2 separate regions of the Rattus norvegicus genome follow, and region 1 is linked to region 2. The links are chromatin contacts, called in public Hi-C maps. All regions are on one chromosome and are shown on one strand. Each heading gives the region's core, a stretch centred on a gene start, on an enhancer-like site or on the middle of the called end of the contact. The rest is flanking DNA. Distances are from core to core; before and after follow the strand shown. Region 1 has its middle 140 kb from the start of Tbl1xr1. Region 2 has its middle 500 kb from the start of Tbl1xr1.

The links. A called contact is a pair of places that touch in the nucleus more often than the background predicts.
Region 1: a Hi-C map of frontal cortex shows a contact between it and region 2, with 1.8 times the contacts expected there. The contact joins two enhancer-like sites. A contact is called at or near these places in 1 of 12 Hi-C or Micro-C datasets (frontal cortex) and 1 of 1 datasets of contacts at active chromatin or transcription factors (oligodendrocytes).

What each region holds. Positions count from the first base shown.
Region 1 is chr2:106,586,060-106,588,990 of GRCr8, forward strand. No RefSeq gene overlaps it. Among named protein-coding and RNA genes, the nearest start is that of Tbl1xr1, 140 kb to the right of the region's middle. Within about 2 kb of position 1,527, at least 89 of the 93 cell types and tissues checked have an H3K27ac peak or open chromatin away from gene starts, as enhancers often do.
Region 2 is chr2:106,224,185-106,227,168 of GRCr8, forward strand. No RefSeq gene overlaps it. Among named protein-coding and RNA genes, the nearest start is that of Tbl1xr1, 500 kb to the right of the region's middle. Within about 2 kb of position 1,432, at least 4 of the 93 cell types and tissues checked have an H3K27ac peak or open chromatin away from gene starts, as enhancers often do.

The DNA.
Region 1 (2,931 bases), core at 277-2,776, 360 kb after region 2:
CATCTTAAGCATAAAGTGGGAATCGCCTGGTGAGGAAAGACACTTGAGGTTGCTGGGCCTGCATGCACATACACAGGAATATTGGTTGTATGACAGCAACCTTCACAGCAAATTTCATCTTAAAAAAAAAAAAAAAATCTTCCTTTACAGCTGGCTAGAGGTTTCAACCAGGCTCCAAAGTGAGGGTTCATTTTCTTCCCCACCCCGTAACTTCCATTTTTCTGCATGTCTCACCATTTCAGACACTTCTCAGGCAATCAGGGGGCCATCTTGGAAGTTTTTGCCCCGACTCCCAGCTGTGTGCTCACCAGCTGTGGCTGAATTCAAGAAATGACAGCTTCAGACTGTTCTCCTTCATAGCATTTAGAGGGAAGTTGCCCTAACCTTCTGAATGACGGGCTGCTGGGAGAGAAAACCTTACTAGTTGAGAGGCTGTCTGCTCTGTTTCCTCCAGGGGAGCACTTAAGGACTTTAGATCAGGCAGCTCCCTGCCGGGAGCAGGAGGGGTAAGATGAGGCCAAGGAGGGCCAGCCCTTCCTTCCCCTTGTCATTCTCCAAATTAGGGCTGGCTGCCATTTTTTTTCTCCCCAATTAAAAGTACCGAAGAGAATTTAAAGGAGACCTGTCCTGTGTCTGTAAATAAATAGCCTGTTTGGCCAAACAGAAAAGGCACCATGTTGCGTGAGTTATTGGATGTATTGTCTTTAATATGTGAATGTGTTCTCAAGAACAAAGTGGCAGCAATCTATACATTTAATTAGTATCAAAGCAACTTCAATGTACCGTTCACAGCAAGGGGGAGAGAAGTAAACTGCTTAAATGCATAGACTTAAAAAAAAAAAATCCTCGTTCTAGGCAAAGGAACCACCGGAACAGTAAGATAAAGAGATCTTAATTAACACCAAATCCATCTACTTCCCCTGCTCCAGAACCGAAACAGAATGCTAAGGCAATTTGCTTGGAGAGCAGTTTTGCACCATAAATCTGGGCCGTGTTTTTCTGTGCGTTTGCCCTGCAGTAAGCTTAAAGAGAAACTCAGGCACCAAAACCTTCAGTTCAGCCTTGGAGGCAAAGCAAAGCGCTAATCAGCCGCAATGGTGATTACATAACACCCCACCCCCACCGCCACCCCCACCCCAAGCCTCAAGAGGCAGGGTTTGGCTTCTGGTTAGAGCAAATGCCTTTCTTTTTTGCCTCTGTGAGAGTCATTGAAAATGCTCTTTAAGGACCAAAAGTCAGGGCATGTGTGTTTTCAGAAGAAATGGAGGTCACTTGAGGGTGACTTCTGAGTACACCCCCAAGCCAAAATGAATCTGTATCGATATCTAAAGTGCATCTGCTTTTAGAGCAGAAGCCACCATCTGTTCCTAATTGGTGCCCTGGAGGTACTCCCGGTGGAAAAAAGAGCCGGGCCAGAGCAGCCGCGCCTCCCCGGGGCTGCAGACTCCGCTCTGGGCCTTGCTGGTGCAATCGAGTGCTCCTCTCTTAGATAATGCCAGGTATTCTGGAAAGTAGCCGTGTAATAATACACAAACCCCTGATGATGTCAGCGTGTTATTGACTTTCCAAGTCTGAATGACTGAGCAGAGGAGCGGGGGGTGGGGCGCCATCCATCCGGCGGCGCAGAGACCAGCCGAGCGAAAATGGGCTCACAGTCCGGCGGGGGAGGGGAACTGCGGCGGCTGCCTGGCCAGGCTGGATGGATCTCAGCCGCAGCAGGATCGCCTCCACCAAGTCAAGAGGGGGCCTTGGGCTAGGGAGAAGGGGTTTTCAATGTTATGTTTAGCCAAAAATTCATCTGGCTGATAGAACTGGTCCCACCACCTACCTCCAAGCCCATACCACGCGGCAGAGGAGGTTACAAGGCTAGCAGCAGTCACCAAGGGAAGTAGAGATTGCAAAGGCCTTGCCCCATCCCAACATTTCGACATACACACAAGATACAGTCTTCAAGGTCTGGAAAGCTCCGGGTCCCTTTTCCTGCTGGAGTCCCCGATCCAAGGAGCCTCTAGGAACCTGCACCTCAGCTCTGGTGACATTTTGTAAGCCATGGTGTCCGTGTTTCCTTACAGGTGCACGTGTTTCGTTACAGGTGCACAGTGTAGGCTCCTCTTCCCACCTTGCAAACTGGACCATTGGGTACTCAACCATCTTCAGTGCTAGGTTAACAGAATTTGCATTAAAAGATCCAGAACCACCCCCCCTCCCCCTGTTTGTGCTACCAACTCGGGTGGGGCCAGTGCCACCAAGCTGGTGTCTCCTGGAGCCCTGGCTTTTTTTTTCCCCCCCCCCCTTGCACATCCAGCATACCCAGCTTGGATAGTGACACCAGAGGAGGAGAAGGCCACAGACTGTTTTCCCTGTCGCAGGCCTGTGCAAATGCCACCAAGAAGCCAAGTCTTATTTAGCTCAGGAAGGAAGGGGAGGGCTGGGCCTGTGCAGAGATGAAAGCGAACTAGTGCTTTGGAGATGCAGGACTATTCAAGGCTTCTGAGCTTGGGCTGAGGGCTCAACCTGTTTGTGGACACATCATCGAAGTGGGGAGAGCCATTGTCTTCTGGGCAACTAGGGAGTTATACATCTAGACTTTGCACCTCTCTGTCTCCTTTTTTTCAAATGGGCAACTCTTTCTGGAAACACTGCACTCAGGTCAAAGCCCCTCTTCCTGTTTCAGAAAACAGCCTACAGACTCTTGGTTTCCTAAATTCCACCCTAACCAGCAGCCTCCAGTCCCAGTTGAAGCTGCAGCCCCTTCTAAAGCTCCCACATCCACGAGGTTCCTGAAAGAACCACTTAGTCCAAGAAGGTGGAGACCACACTGGGCCCAGTTCACACTACTCTCCTACCTTGCCCCAGAGGACTGGTCCAGGAGCCTAGTGGTGACATATTTTAATCCAATCAGAAGCCGCCTTAGGGAACTAGAAACTGGAA
Region 2 (2,984 bases), core at 182-2,681:
TAAATCTGATTCTCCCTCTCCCAAGATGCTATAACTTGCTAATGTCTCCTCATTAGGGGTAGGACTTCATGCTTCCTTCCCCTCTCCATGGTAAGATATTGTCTGAGTTGGCCTTTTGCAGGTTATGAGGAAGCTGGCATAACCAGTGTGAGTTCATACTGTCCTGTCATATCCATAAAAACCCATTTTGTTTTAATCTGCACCACCTCTGCCTCCTATAATCTTTCTACTACCATCCTTTCCACAATAATTTTTGAGAGGAAGAAGTGTAATATAGACGCTCCTTTTAGTGGGGTTGAGCATTCCACAGTCTCTCATTCTCTGCATTGTGGCCTTTTGTGTATTTCTGCATTAATTTTTCACCTAATGCAAAATTAAGCTTCTCTGGTGAGCACCCACTATATTTCTTCATGTTCTATGATTCAAATATGTATAGTCTTCAGCAATGGGTCCTTATTGTCAAGGTAAGTCTGAAGAATAACCAAGAATATTAACAACAACTTATGAAATTGGGGGACCTATGGGACCATATTAGCCAACAAATCCAAAAGTAGTAAGCCATTTCTGGTACTGGGATTTTTATTTGTTAATCGGTACTGTTGAGAAAGGGCATTGTTGCCCTTCTCTAGGGTACCCACAGCTTAATTATTTTTCCAATGTCTTTCTGTTTCTTTTTTTTCACATCTTAACCTTCCTTTAGAAAAAAATTACTTGTTTTGTTAATACACAGAAGTCTGCATGGAGATACCCAGTGGAAACTGGGGTATAACTGTTCAGAATCTCACAAAATAATATGGTTTATCTCAGTGCAAACATCAAGAGTCACTGATGGCTTAAATAGACATTCCTGTGTGGGAAAGGATCACCCCAATGCTCAAAAATGGTCTCAGCTTTGGAACGTGCATGATGCCAGTAAATCTTAAAGTTCTATGTGAACTTAACTTTATGAAAAATAATTAACTACCTGAAAAAAATAAATAAAAACACAAAGGGTTTACTTCTATACAGCTACTCAAATGCCCACATCTTATTTCCAATGCCCTTTCCTGGACTCACAGTTTTTAGGCTCATGCAATTTTAGAGCTAGATTCATGCAAAGCAACCTTATACTCTGATTCACTCTGTCAAAAAGCCAATTTATTCATGTAAAACTGGAGGCATGCTTGGTCCAGGAGCTAGGCCAACTGTCTGCACATCCCTTCTGGTAGGTAGAACTATACAGGAAATCAAATTCCGGATCAGAAGGCTTCCTGAGGATTTTAGAAATAGAACAAAGGGGGAGATGTTATCAGGTTTTAGCAACCTGATCGACTTCCCTTCTCCAGTCTACCTCCCCACTTTTAGGCACACCCTTTTGTTTAGTATGTCACAGCATGCAAAAGGAAGTAGGTTCAAAGAAAATAGGAATCTGTCACCCATATAATTTCACTTAATCTGAAACAATTAAGTGCAACAGAAAACACTACAGGTCTCTCTCATTTCCAACATGCATTCCTGATAGAATCCTCATACTTTTTGAAGATTAGAGAACAGCTTTTTTTTTAGCAATGATTATGCAAATTTGCTTCTGAAGTTGACTATGACTATGATGTAATTTGAATGCTTCTGGCTTAATTTCAAAGACAGAGGTATTCTGTGTCTCCAAGCTCCATGAACTCATTCTGCTTGGGAATTCCCAGAAATCTCACATCAGTCATGACATTCTCTCTAGGTAGGGGCTCATTTATATTTGACAGGCTATACTAAATACATGGTGTATGAAGCAACTGAATAAAATAAATATATGTATGATAACATCAACAAAATTCCTTAGCTTGGGATCTTCTTAGATTATTTCCTTGTGTTTGCCTCCTTAGAATAAGACATCAAAGCACAGAAACACCTTCAGCTAGCAAGGTCTATTTGGTGATTCACATGAAATGTCCCCCCATAACCTCGCATGTTTGGACAGTGGGTCTCCAGCTAGTGGTGCTGTTTGGGAAAAACACAACTTTTAGGAGGAGAAGCCTTGTTGGTTTAAGTGACCCTTGAGGTTTTCTGTCTTAGCTTTACTTTCTGTTCACTGTCAGCTCCTGTAAATTCAATGTAACCAGCCACCTTCTGGTTGGCCTATCACTTGGGTAGACTGTTTGCCTTCAAGCTATATGCCAAAATATACAAATAAACCCTTTCTTCTCTAAGTTTCTGGTTGTCAAATGTTTGATCACAGAATGGAGATAAAAAATCTCTCTCTCCCTTTCTCTCTCACTGATTTCCATTCTCACTTAGAATCCTATTCAAAGCTAAGAGCCATGAATTCCTTATAGTATGCAGTTGGCACATGACCACAGCAGAAATCTCATCCTCTGTTGGCAAGTTTTCTACCACTGAAGCTATTTTCACAGTGATGTTAAGGGTAAAGGAAATGGGAAAAAAGAAAGGATATGGGAGTAAGAGAGTAGACAGAAGGAGTGAACTTTGTCCTGTGTTTTCGTTTTGAAGGACCATGTGAGATACAGAGTTTTTCTAAGTGTTGAATACAAGATGTCAAATTTAAGGACCAGGTCTGAGGCACTGGTTAGCACAGATCAAATAAGGCAGTCCCCAAGCAGGCTGTCAGTGTTCCACAGCTAAGCAACAGAGATGCAGGGAACCAAAATGAGTCTAAAGTCAGGATAGGCAAAGAGATGACAGAAAAAGTATACTGTCCCACCAGAAGTTGGGGACAGGGCAGTCAGTAAGTACAGTTAATGAGTCTTGGCTTCCTTTTTAAGAACTGAAATGTGAAAAAAGTTAAGCTAGTATTTGGGATACCAGTGTAAAGCAATGTGAGGGCTAATCATACCAGAAAGTCCAGTGAGCAGAAACTGATGCTTCCTGACTAAGCACACAAAGTCTGGCTCTCTTTTCATCCACTTGCCTCAGTAGAGACTTCTCAAAAGTTAGCAGGAAGGACTGTGGGTGACTCGTTATCCTCACAGCTCTTGAACAATTATATCTCCCTG